Regions from separate parts of the Mus musculus genome. Here region 1 is linked to region 2. Evidence: chromatin contacts called from public promoter capture Hi-C data. All regions are on one chromosome and are shown on one strand. Each heading gives the region's core, a stretch centred on a gene start, on an enhancer-like site or on the middle of the called end of the contact. The rest is flanking DNA. Distances are from core to core; before and after follow the strand shown.

Region 1 (6,685 bases), core at 422-2,921, 56 kb after region 2:
TGGAAAATATATGCGGTCAATGAGTATGAGGCTACTGCAACCTCCAAAAATCAGTGGGGCCTATGAGTTTTTGGTCTTTGGAGATAAGTCATCATTAAGAAGACAAGGTAAGTTTGGGGGAGGAAGGCAGGTGTTTTACATCTATGTCTTTGTGTGCTTAAAATGTTATTCTATGCCCTAAATAGGAGAATCGGGAAGAGCTTCCTTAAAAGAAAGAAATATATATATCAACACCTAAGATTAAAACTGGTTTTTAAAAAGTAACTGGACCTAGGCATACTGAAAGTCCATTCTTTTAAGCTCTACTCCCGCCTCCTATCACCACATTTCAGTCAGTTGGACACTTTATGGTGGTTCCTCCAACATCTGAAAAATTACTGAGAACCACACATAGCTGTTGAATCATCAACTTAAGCAATTCTTCCTGACCCCAAACAGTAATTAGGACCAGGGCACAGATACCTTGCTCAATCTGTTCCAGGAAGCTGGAATCTGCTAGTTACCACTTCCTCTGCATGTGCTGTCTATTTCAGCCATTAACTGCTGCACTAGCCTAAAGACCTCATTGTAAAGTGAAAGGATACCAGAACCCGAATATGGTCCTCACTCCTACAAGGTCTCCAAGCCAAACAGACAGATAAGAAACCTGTATTTCAGTTCTACAGGAAACTCCACTTCTAACAATAGCAATAGACAAGCCAACTTTGTAAATAATAATAACAACACAGGAATTCTGCCTTGGAAAAGCTAGCATTTAGTCAGATGTTAAAACTAGGAGGATCTTGATTCTAGGTGAGATGGGGGAAAGATGAACCTTTAAAAATGAACCTTTAAACACGACAGACTTGCTTTATGTTGGTCTTCATGGCTTCTTAGGACCATCACCATCTGATATGAGTGACTGGCAGAGCAGTACGTTTGTGTGTGTGTGTGTGTGTGTGTGTGTGTGTGTGTGTGTGTGTGTGTGTGTGTTTCTGCAGCCCAGGCTAGCCTCAAAATTGCTATACAGCCAAAGCTGACTTTGAACTCCTGATTCACTAGCTTCACCTTCACGAGTACTAGAATTATATAGGCGTGTATCATCACAACCAGCTAGGGCAATACTATTAAAAGAACAGAAAGCAATATCATGAAGAAGAAATATGGAGATTCTAGACATAGGAAGGTCAGTTTCAGAGATACAGTGGCACTAATTTCAAACTATCAAAGTACAGATAATTGGCAGTAGATTTGAAAAGGCAGACTTAGATGCAGAGCCATGGAATACTTCTGTAAATGAGATACATTATACAGAAAATACCAAAGCATAGGAAGAGAGGATGTCTGAGAACGTAGACATTAGGCAAAAAGAGGAAACATGTAAATTTGCAAGTCTGCTTTACCCGAAAGTATTTGTATTCCAGAAAATTTATAGCAACATCACAGCTCTGTAGGGAGTAAAAAGACCTGCATTGAAAGCAATCACTCCACACTGCTTTATCAAGGAAGTATCCTTCATAGGAACCTGCATGGCAAGCAATCAATCATTACCCTTTCTAGGAAGTATCTCCAAGTGCTCACTTACCGTCAATGTCCCAAGCACAAGTCCAAACCAAGACAGCAAGATAAACCAGGACCTCTAAAGCCATAGAGACCCCCATCCGGCAGACTTCCCGAACAGCACCACTTAGAAACAAAAAGGAACAGACATGGCTGATTTAAGTGATTTTGTATGGCAGCCCGTGCTCAGCTGCCTTCATTTTTCTTGTTGAAGTAGGCTGTAGAGGTGATGTGCTAACTACTTAAAACTCAGGTTTTCCAGATTATTTACTCCACAAATCTCAAAGAAGCATACATAAGTGGATCATGCTCTAGTGGATGGTCCCACCACTATGCCGCACAAATTAGATTCGATAAAGTATCACAAAAAGAAGACAGAAGTTTGGGGGTGGGGATGGAAAGAGGGCTAGAGCTAAGGAAATTAGAAAATTAGAGGGCTAGAGCCAGGAGTAAATATTATAAAAATACACTGTATAGTGTATGGATTTTTCAAAGAAGAAATTTAAAAATTTTTAAATGTTTCAATTGATAACTATTTGCAATGGATTGTTAAGGTCATCTAAATGCCTCCAATTACAATATTGACACTAACCATTATGTTGTTGGAAATAGGGTTTTTTTTTATTGGATATTTTCTTTGTTTACAGTTCAAATGTTATCCCCTTTCCTGGCTCGTCCCTGCCCCTGCTTCTATGAGGGTGCTCCCTCACCCACCAACCCACTCCTACCTCCCTGCCCTGCCTTTCCCCTACACTGGGGCATAGAGCCTTAACAAGACCAAGGGCCTCTTCGCCCATTGATGCCTGACAGGGTCATCCTATGCTACATATGCAGCTGGAGCCATGGGTTCCTTCTTGGTAGTTTAGTCCCTGGGAGCTCTGGTGGGGGGGAGGGGTCTGGTTGGTTGGTATTGTTGTTCTTTCTATGGGTCGCAAATCCCTTCAGATTATTCAGTCCTTTCTCCAACTCCTCCATTGGGGATACCATGCTCAGTCCAATGGTTAGCTGAGAGCATCCACCTCTGTATTTGCTAGGCTGTGGCAGAGCCTCTCAGGAGACAGCTCCTGTCAGCACTCACTTTTTGGCATTCGCAATACTGTCTGCGACTGGTGACTGGATATGGCCTCGATCCCCAGGTAGGGTACTCTCTGGATGGCCTTTCCTTCAGTCTCTGCTCCACACTTGATCTCCATATTTGCTCCCATGAGAATTCTGTTCCCTCTTCTAAGAAGGACTGAAACATCCACACTGTGGTCTTCTTTCTTCTTGAGCTTCATGTGGTCTGTGAACTGTACCTTGGGTATTCCAAGCTTTGGGGCTAATATCTGCTTATCAGTGAGTGCATACCATGTGTGTTCTCTTGTGATTTGGTACCTCACTCACTATCCATTTGCCTAAGAATTTTATGAATTCATTGTTTTTAATAGCTGAGTTGTACTCCAGTGTGTAAATGTACCAAATTTTCTTTATCCATTCTACTGTTGAGGGACATCTGGGTTATGTCCAGCTTCTGGCTGTTATAAATAAGCTGCTATGAACATAGTGGAGCATGTGGCTGTAATATATATTGGATCATTTTTTGGGTATATGTCCAGAAGTGGTACAGCTGGGTTCTCAAGTAATACTATGTCCAATTTTCTGAGGAACCACCAGACTGATTTCCAGAGTGGTTGTACCAGCTTGCAATCCCACCAGCAATGGAGGAGTGTTCCTCTTTCTCCACATCCTCACCAGCATGCTGTACTATCACCTGAGTTTTTGATCTTAGCCATTCTGAATGGGGTGAGGCGGAATCTCAGGGTTCTTTTGATTTGCACCCTAATGACTAAGGATGTTGAACATTTCTTTAGGTGCTTCTTGATCATTTGAGTTTCCTCAGTTGAGAATTCTTTGTTTAGTACTGTAACCCATTTTTAATAGAGTTATTTGATTCTTGGAGTCTAACTTCTTGAGTTTTTTGTATATATTGTATGTTAACCCTCTATCAGATATAGGATTGGTAAAGATCTTTACTCAATCTGTTGGTTACCTTTTTGTCTTATTGACAGTGTCCTTTGCCTTACAGAAACTTTGCAGTTTTATGAGGTCCCATTTGTTGATTCTTGATCTTACAGCACAAGCCAATGGTGTTCTGTTCAGAAGAATATCCCCTGTGTCCATGTGTTCAAGGCTGACCCCACTTTCTCTTCTATTAGTTTCAGTGGACCCAGAAATAAACCCACACACCTATGGTCACTTGATCTTTAACAAAGAAACTAAAAACATACCCATGGGGGGAAAAAGAGAGAGAAAAGTAAGAAAGAAAGCATATTCAACAAAGGCTGCTGGTCTAACTGGCAGTCTGCATGTAGAAGAATGCAAGTTGATCCCTTATCTCCTTGTACAAAGCTCAAGCCCAAGTGGATCAAAGACCTACATATAAAACCAGATTCACTGAATCTAACAGATGAGAAAGTGGGAAATAGCCTCAAACACATCTGCACAGGGGAAATTTTCCTGAACAGAAAACCAATGGCTCAAGCTCTAAGATCAACAATTGACAATGGGACCTCATAAAATTGAAAAGCTTCTGTAAGGCAAAGGACACTGTAAATTGGACAAAACAGCAACCTACAGATTGGGAAAAGATTTTTATCAATCCTATAGCCAATAAAGGGCTAATCTCTAAACTATAAAAATAACTCCAGAAAACCAAATAACCCAATGAAAAATAGGGCAACCTACAGATTGGGAAAAGATTTTTATCAATCTTACATCCAATAGAGGGCTAATATCTAAACAATAAAAAGAACTCCAGAAAACCAAATAACCCAATGAAAATAGGGTACAGAGCTAAACAACGAATTCTGAACTGAGGAATCTCAAGTGCCTAGAAGTACCTAAAGAAATGTTCAACATCCATAATCATCAGGGAAATGCAATCAAAATGACAGAGATTCCACCTCACACTATTCAGAATGGCTAAGATTCTCAAAACTTCTAAAAGTTCTAAAAACTCAGGTGACATCGAGTGCTGGAGAGGATGTGGAGAAAGAGGAATACTCCTCCATTGTTTCTGGGATTGAAAGCTGGTATAACCACTTTGGAAATCAATCTGGTGGTTCCTCAGAAAAAAAAAATGGAAATAGTTCTACCCGAAGACACAGCTATACCACTCCTGGGCATATACCCAAAAGATGCTCCAACATATAACAAGGATGCATGCTCCACTATGATCATAGCCACCTTAATATTAATAGCCAAAGGCTAGAAACAACCCAAATGTCCCTCAATGGAAGAATGGATACAGAAAATGTGGTACATTATACAATATAATACTGCTCAGCTATTAAAAACTATGACTTCCTTCCGGTCAGCACTGGTCTATCTTGGGTGCAAACTCAGCTGACAGTCTGACAGTCACCAGAGTAGTCTCCACTCTCAGGCACTTTTGCATGCCCAGGATCTTAGGATCACCTGTGAGTAGAACACAACATCTGTTTCAACACCACTGGGAGTGACTAGAACCAGAAGGATCCAGGGATGCAGGAACACCGCCCAACGAGTGGCTCCAAGTCCTTCTGGTCAGCACTCTTCTACCTTGGGGGCAAACTTGTCAGAAGCTGGAAATAACCCAGATGTCCCTTAACAGAAGAATGGATACAGAAAATGTGGTATATTTACACAATGGAGTACTATGCAGCTATTTAAAAACAATGAATTTATGAAAGTCTTAGGCAAATGGGTGGATCTGGAGGTTATCATCCGGAGTGAGGTAACCCAGTCACAAAAGAACACACATGATATGCACTCACTGATAAGTGGATATTAGCCCAGAAGCTCAGAATACCCAAGATACAATTCACAAACCACATGTAACTAAAGAAAAAGGAAGACCAAAGTGTGGATGCTTCAGTCCTTCTTAGAAGGGGCAACAAAATACCCATGGAAGGAGTTACAGAGACAAAGTGTGAAGCAGAGATTGAAGGAAGAGACTGCCCCACCTGGGGATCCATCCAATATACAATCACCAAACCCAGACACTACTGTGGATGCCAACAAGAGCTTGCTGACAGGAGCCTGATATAGCTGTCTCCTGAGAGGCTCTGCCAGTGCCTGACAAATACAGAAGTGGATATTCACAGCCAACCATTGGACTGAGCTCAGAGTCCCCAGTGAAGGAGCTAAAGAAAGGACCCAAGGAGTTGAAGGGGTTTTGCAGCCCCATAGAAGGAACAACAATATAAACTAACCAGTACCCCAGAGCTCCCAGGGACTAAACCACCAACCAAAGAGTACACATGGTGGAACTCATGGCTCCAGTTGCATATGTAGCAGAGGATGGCCTAGTCAGTCATCAATGGGAGGAGAGGTCCTTGGTCCTGTGAAGGCAATATGCCCCAGTATAGGGGAATGCCAGGGCCAGGAGGTGGGAATGGGTGGGTTGGTGAGCAGGGGGAGGGATAGTTGATAGGGGGAGAGGGGTTTTGGAGGGGAAACTAGGAAAGTGGATAACATATGAAATGTAAATAAAGAAAATATCTAATAAAAATAATGAAAAAACTATGACTTCATGAATTTTGTAGGCAAATGGATGGAACTAGAAAATATCATCCTGAGTGAGGTAACCTAGACACAAAAGAACATACATGGTATGGACTCCCTGATAAGTGGATATTAACCATGTTCCAGCTCCAGCAAGCAACAGAACTCAGAAGTATTGGCTATTTGGCTCTGGATTTAGAGTCATGAATAGAAGGAACTACTGGGACAACTGATGCTGGTTAGATGGAGCTAAAAAAAAAAAAAATTAGTGGTGATTAAGAAGAGACCAGCATCACCGAGGTGAAATCTTCTGGGAAGTGTTTTCTGAGAGCACAAAGAAACTTTGTTCCAGAGATAGCCAATATTGTACCTCATGCTGCAGCTGTACTTGGTAACCTGTAAGAGCCACTCAGGTGGTACTGGTTTTGAAGGCATGAATGGGGTTGTGAAGAACAGATGAGGCTTGGCACTGTGAGAGGCCATGGAAGGCCATTGGTGAAGGTGCAGTCTCATTTGCAGTTGATAGCCCAGGACTGAAGGGGCCATGCCCAAGAAGTTTGAGATTCCAGAGACATGGGCTACCTGCTGAGGAAAGCTGCTAACAGGGAGTGGAACCAGCCCA
Region 2 (7,164 bases), core at 1,059-3,558:
ATGTTTTGTTACATGAGCTTCAAAGAAATCCAGAGAATTAAATGTATGTCTAAGCTAAGACCATCAGTTCCATTAAGTTTTGGGACTGAGTAACACAGAGGCCCATGCAGTGTGTTTCGTAGAAACAACACTGACAAAACACCTTCATCTTTCCTCATAGCACAAAATATATGTTCTTTCTCATCTCCCTGTACCTAAAAGTCTTGTTAGTATGTCCTGGAGGAGCACAGAGAAATGAACCAATGGTCTTTTTTTTTTTTTTATCATCTCTTCTCACTAAAGAGGAGAAGGATGTTCTGTACTCAATGAGCACATAGAATGTAGCTACAAATGTTTTCATAAATAAAATACTTAGCAAGTACTATCCAAAAATAATAATGATAAAAAAGAACAAAATCTCAATGGCTGCTGGAATAAGGTCATTGAATTACAGCGCAAGCATGTTAAAACAGGGTAAATACTTGCCAGTTTGTGGAAAGTCTTAGAGATGTAAGCAGCATTCCAAGGGGCTTCCACCAGTCTACAGACCACTCTGTGATCACTCTGTCAAAACTTAAGGCTTCCCACCCCTAAATTTATCTCTGGTCCTAATACATAGAGCCTCTCCCTCTGCCCTCCAACCACCCCAGGGTGTTCTGTGTGGAATTTACCGCCATCACTTTGATCTCAGCCTTTAGATGTTTCTTCAGGCTGTCTTGGCTCTGGTGGGAAGGCTGGGGTTTGTCTGTTTGGGGAAAGCTGATTCCATTTGGTGAAATCACTGTGACAGTCTCACTGGTCACTACTTGTGGAATCATGATGGAGCTTCCACGGCTGGAAGAGAAAATGGACTTAGCTCTTACAAAGAACTGCACACCCATCTTCCCACTCTCAAATCTGTAGGTGAGTACCTTACTGCATTCTTGACTTATCCTCCAAGGGAAGAAACTAGAAGACTAAAGAAAATGTAAAATCCCAAACCTTAGATTCAGAAGGATTTTTTTTTTCTGCTTGAGATAGAGGGTTGTTTTTAGACAATGAATATATACATAACATGACAACTCCCACTGATCCCAGTGAACAGAGCCAAATGTTTACATAAAACTTGTAGATTGGAACTGTTGAAATGACTCAGCAAATAAAGGCATTTGACTTCAAGCCTGAAGGTCTGAGTTCGATCTGCTGGACCCATGTAGCAGGAGAGATTCATTGCAAGCTGTCTGTGACCTGCAGATTTGCCTTAACACACATTCACCTGCATGCATACACACATATACACACAAAGAGCTATAATAAAAAGACTTTCAAAATGTAGCATTAATTTCCTAGTTGCTATCATGTTTGAGTGCACTGTCCCTTATTCTGATGAGTTTTATCCTCAGGTTGTTCTACCAGTCTTGAGATATAATTAAAATTTGATCTTCAATCTTTTCCAATTTATGCTACTACTCAAACTACTGAGAGCTATTTGTTCATTGTTTGTCTCATAGTGTTATTTCCAGCATATTTCATCATAGTTTAGAACCCTCACAGTAATTCTATTTGTTAGTAATGTCATAATCAAAAAAGAATTTCAGAGGTAAATTTTGATTCATGTGTGAAAATAACACATGATTTTATAATGACATAGGCTTGATGCTAAATAGATATTTAAAGTTTTTGTTATTAACCAGTTGCCTACACACAGTTGGGTGCTGGATCCCAGCTGTCTCTGTCTCTGGTTCCTCACCCTATTTTCCCACCTGCCTGCGGCAGCCTGTGTCTAAGTCTCCTCAGTGTGGAGAAGCACCTGAATGCAGAGTGAGAAGCCCTGGAGTTGTAACCTGAGGTTCAAGATTAGAACTGTGCCCTTGTTAGGAAGAACCAAGTTGCCTGTGGAATTGGTTTCTGAGCTCAGTTTGCCTCTCTTTTCTGTTCCACTCTCAGACCTTAGACTGCCTAATTAGTGAATGGCTTAAAAGCCTTTGCAGGTACAAGAGCTCTGCTTTTGTTAATTACATGACCTTAGGACAGTGACCACCAAGATCATGGAACTAAAACCAGCCAGGACCGATATAAACCCAATACCCATTCCGTTTGCCCATTTAGTTCTGAAGTGTCCCAGTGTCTCTATTGCTTCCATAAGCACCAGCAATCTCTTACAGTGCAGTCCCAGAAATAGAGTGCTGTACAAAGGAATTTCTCTTCAGGGTTGCCTACCTGAGCCTGTGCGCCTTGTCACCCAGTCACTTCCAGCTGAGCTCTCAGAAACCCCAAGAGCTTTAACTATGGGTTTTCTCAGTCTGATCCTTGGTTCCTTCTTGTGAAGTTCTAACTGTCCCAGCCCTTCCTTCTTCTGTGCTCACTGCACAGGAAGTGGCGCTTACAGTCTGGACATGTGAATGTGCCTTTACTTCCTTTTTCATAGACTTCCAGTAACCAGGAAAATGACTAATTGGACCAGTTCTGGGAGACTTGTAGGTTACTTTTCCTTCCCATAAAATATCATCATGACAGCACTGACATTTTTATCACTGGTTTGAATTTTGTGTCTCTCTAATTATCCTAGATCTAGAATACACATTCAGTGGCAGAGCTGAACCTGCTGAGCATCTCAGAGACCCTAATTTCTGATCTGATCCTCAGTGTGCATTATGCTTACGTGTCTATTGGGTGCCAATGGACAGAGTGAACCAAGTTGTTATGAAAACTGACAAAGGTGTTCTTCTTCCGAGCTGGTTTGCGTCTGCGAAGGATAGCATTGCCTTCAGATCCTGACTTAGTGTCAGTGGAGTTCTGCACATTCCATCTTGGCCCACAATGATATGAGTATCACAAAACCAAGCAAAAACTTCCGTTCTTCCCAAACTTATGAGTCATGAAAGTTGTGGCAGAGATGGAACAAGGAAGATGAACAGAGTTAGACGTCATATTCCCCAAGGCCAGTGATCTTGTGGTGTTAAGTAGAATGTCAGTCAGAGTAGCTTTTCTCAGCTCTGTAACTACTCCATGCTAGAGGGATCATGCATGGGGTTAAAAACTAAAATCTACAGGTAAATAAATAATATGCTACATTTATAAAGGCTTTAATCAATGAACTTAACAAAATATTTAATGATTTCTGCAAAGCTCAAAAATCTAGATCACTATTAGAATACAACTAAGTTTTTCTTTGGTAGTTAGACAGTTACCAGGAAACACTTCCAATCAAAAAAGGGGGGGCAAAAATAGACATGAATACCCAATGGTCTCATGGGCACTGTTTTTTTTTCTTTTATTGATTCTTTGCAAATTTCACATCATGTACCACAGCCCCACTTACCTCCCCCTCCTCTGGTACCTGTCCTCCACCCTTGCCATCTCCCCCCAGCAAAGAAAAAAAAATCTCATTGTGGAAGCTGTAGTGTGTCACAGTGTATCCCACAGTATTCCCTTTTGTCTAAATTTATTTGCTTGAAAATATCTGTTGCAATGATTCTTGGTCTGGTATGAGACCTCTGACTTCTGCTATTCTATCAATACTGAAACCTCACTGGGACTCCTCTCAGATATCCTGTTGCCCTGTGTCATGGAGATCTTATAGCTTTGGATCTATAGGACCACTCCCTTCATACACTCCAGCTGTTCATCGATGAGGTAGATATTGGGGTGGGTCAATTCAAAGCCCTGAACCTGGGCCTGAGAAGTTTATGAGCTTGTCAGATCACAAGCTCTCAGGCCCTTGGTGCAGCTCACTGGCAAATGCCAGTGAGGGACAGGACCACTTCTCACACTCTCAGAACCCTGGGGCCAGCTCTCCCACCTGCCATAGATGGCAAAGGAAGAGGGAGGGAGAAGGTATCTCTCCATCACCCACTCTGTCTCATGGCAAGCTAGTTGCAGACATGTTTACACCCTTGGGGCCCACTCACTGGCAGACCCCACATCCGGGTCAGCTCTACTGTGCTGACCAGGTGAGGTGCAGGTCTCACCCTAAGTGCTGCATCTGGGGGTGGGGGTAAGTCTAGCTCTCCAGCTCTCATGATCCCAGGGCCAGGTCTTCTACCTGCCAAAGGTGGTGAGGGGAGAGGTAGGAGGAGGCTGTCTCTTCCTTGTTCCTGCCACACAAGGGAGACTCCTATGCTCCTATCCTTGAAGGCTGCTCACCTGCAACTCCTCAAGTGTGGGCCCTACTCTTTTGAGAACTTGAGCTGGCTAGGGGCGAAGTCAGCTTTCCTGCTCTTAGCCCACCAGAGCCAACTCTCTCAAGATGCTCAGATGAGACCTCAGATATCAAGATGTCCCCAATCAGCAGCCCAGACCAGAGACATCTGCTTAGCCTTCACTCGTGACAGACTTCTGCTGCTGTAGGGCCTCAGACCCAGATGTGGTCCATGGCAGCTGCACAGGCCAGGACCCCACCATGGTCCCAAGTGGCATCACTGGCACTCACATCTGGCTGTTCCTCACTACCCTGGAGTCTCCAGCTCTGCTTCTCTCCATTGTGCCCACACCCTTCTGTTTCTCTTTCTCTTCAATTTCTCCTCCACTTGCTTGCTCCTTTTGGTGGTGCCAGGGGTCTCTGAGCACCTGAGCATCTCAGGAGTGGTCTCAGGAATGCCAAGCCTCAGTTATGCACTATGGAACCAGACAGGAATCATCTCGGTCACGGTCTACAGGATCACACGTGTGGGGCATCCAACTGATGATCATTTCAGGCTGGATGCATGTCCAAGCCCCATGACACCAGTCTTGTGGTCATCTTAGGCACACTCCTTGACCCCTACCTCCCAGTTATTCCTTCTTCTATCACAGGCTTACTCTTTCCCAGGGTGTACAGTCCCATGTGGGGTCCTTCTAGTCTCTGTCGTGCTCTCCACCCTGGGAACCCATCCAGTCCTGCCTGGCATCAGACTGGTGATCATTTCAGGCTCACTTTTTTCAAGGAATGTTAGGCTACTAATCATTCAGATGTTCAAAGCTCAGAACACTGAGTGCAGACCTAGTGTAGACCTAGTATAGACCTAGCCTCTTTCCTCTCTGCCACCTGCTGACACACAAGTGACACACCAGAAACTATTATTTTATTATTGGCTATGACTTGTGCCTGTCCCTCTGGATCCAGGGGTCATAAGGTTAGTGAGCAGCTCTGGGGCTTACTAGCCACTTCACTCAGAAGTCATCAAACTCTGTAGGATACAATTGGCATACTTTTTGCACCATCTACTTCATCCCATTTCCTGATTTCAAGCCAGAAGAATCTTCTGCAGGTCTCATAGTAAAACAATGGCCAGATGTGCCCAGACTGAAAGAGAAGATGGATTCCTGATGTGTTTTCAGTATCCCAGAGAAATTTATTGTAACAAGATGTTGGAGTAAAATCTAGAAACCTCTAGAATTCTCAACATCATGGAATGTTCTATGAGGTGGCATATTTTGAAACAGGGATTGTGGAAAGAGCAGCTTTTCTTTAGTCATTGTGCCACCATTAATGTCAGGATGTCATTCAACACTCTTCACTAATATTTTCTCTTCATTTGTGTGGGGCACACCTGTGTATAAAATGTGATACCACTTCTGTGAGATGGTCAATGTCTTAGCCAGAATTCTCTAGAGGAGCAGAACTGAGAGAATGAATGTGTATGTATTATATATACATATATTTATATATTGCAAAGGGAAGTTATTAGATGAGTTTACATGATCCCAGCTAAGCAGTTAAACAGTGCAGAGGAGACGAGTCACTCAGCCCATGAAGCTTGATGTCTTCACAGTCTCAATCTGGCACTGAAAGCCTGGGGGATTCCTGGAGATCTGCTAATCTTTAGTCTATGTTGGAAGGCCAAAGAAGTTGGGTTCAGTTTGGCAGCCAATAATGGGAGCAGCAGCAATAATAACAGAGCCGATGTGCAAAACTACACCAGCAGGTGGCAGCACCTCTTCTTTCCAACCCTCTATTTCTGTATTGCTGTGGGAAGATATTGCCCACTTACAATCAGGGAGAGTATTCTCCATCCAGTTAATCCTCCTTTGAAATCCCCTTAAAGACTGCCCTCCAGAATCTCTCTTCATTGGTTGCAGATCTGATTAAGTTCACACAAAAAAATATGTTTTTAAAGATTTATTTATTATTATATCTAAGTACACTGTAGCTGTCTTCAGATGCACCAGAAAAGGGCATCAGATCTCATTATGGATGGTTGTGAGCCACCATGTGGCTGCTGGGATTTGAACTCAGGACCTTTGGAAGAGCAGTCAGTCCTCTTAACTGCTGAGCTGTCTCTCCAGCCCTCACACAAAAATGATTAATCGCCATAATGATCAGTTGACTTTGATTCTATCATAGAGGATATTATTATACATGAACCTAGAATAATTAGGTGTGCCAATTCAAAGAAAAAAAAACTCAAAAGAACTTGACATCTTTGCTTCCCTGTTTTCTCAAAGTACACTACCATTCATTCTAAACCAGTAAAGAAATGAATTCTGCCCTGTGATCATGAAAGAGAACCAGAATCACTATAGGACACGGCAATCCATCCAACAGCACAAGCATAGCCTACAACTTATAAGCAAGCACTTGACAAAACTATATCCCTATCTTGACACATGGATGCTGAGTGTCAATAAAGATGTGGGGGTTTATTTAAGTTTCTAGGTTTGTGTAACTGATTACAATGCAATAGAAAATGCTTGAACCAAGCCTACCAGGGTTCCAACAGGTTACTTTGCATCCAAGGAAAGAGGGGCACACATCAACACAGAAGTCTACTGTACTTTAAATGATCACAAATAATTCCTACCCTAAAAATAAATTCATACTGAGGAATGTAAGAAATGGAAGTCCAAGTTCCAAACATATCCTCTAGATCACAAGACCCAAAGAGAAAAGGCCCTGGCCAAAGTCTGGAAGTGTGATTCTTTGCTGCCTGTGCCCCGGACTACTCGATGCCCAACCCTGCCTGCCCTTGGGGGTTGGAGGTGAGGTGACACGGAATCAACAACACAGAGGTCGCAGGTGCCATTCCTCCTACAACTCTTGTACCTGGGTCCTTCGAGGGCTGGCTGTAAAGATGCCTAATTGTTCTGAAGTCACTTCTAGCTGTCCATAGACGTGTCTGATTGCCAACAATTTTCAACTTGGTTTTAGCTCAACTCTCCTCTTCCAGGGGCTGCAGAAGAAGGCCTGTCAAATGCTGAGGAAATTTTATTTATTCCTCTTACTTC

Evidence for each region. Promoter capture Hi-C pulls out the DNA fragments that hold promoters and counts their contacts.
Region 1: a promoter capture Hi-C map of macrophages shows a contact between it and region 2, with 5 read pairs. The contact joins the promoter of Oosp2 here to the promoter of Ms4a6d in region 2. A contact is called at or near these places in 1 of 39 promoter capture datasets (macrophages), 1 of 115 datasets of contacts at active chromatin or transcription factors (the HPC-7 cell line) and 1 of 9 other capture datasets (adipose tissue).

The regions. Positions count from the first base shown.
Region 1 is chr19:11,658,888-11,665,572 of GRCm38.p6, forward strand. It overlaps Oosp2 (oocyte secreted protein 2), which reads right to left and starts at 1,672. Exons shown (of 4, transcript NM_001037634.3): 1 at 1,565-1,672. The coding sequence starts at 1,640.
Region 2 is chr19:11,602,496-11,609,659 of GRCm38.p6, forward strand. It overlaps Ms4a6d (membrane-spanning 4-domains, subfamily A, member 6D), which reads right to left and starts at 2,309. Exons shown (of 7, transcript NM_026835.2): 1 at 2,179-2,309; 2 at 651-813. The coding sequence starts at 797. It also overlaps the pseudogene Gm24599.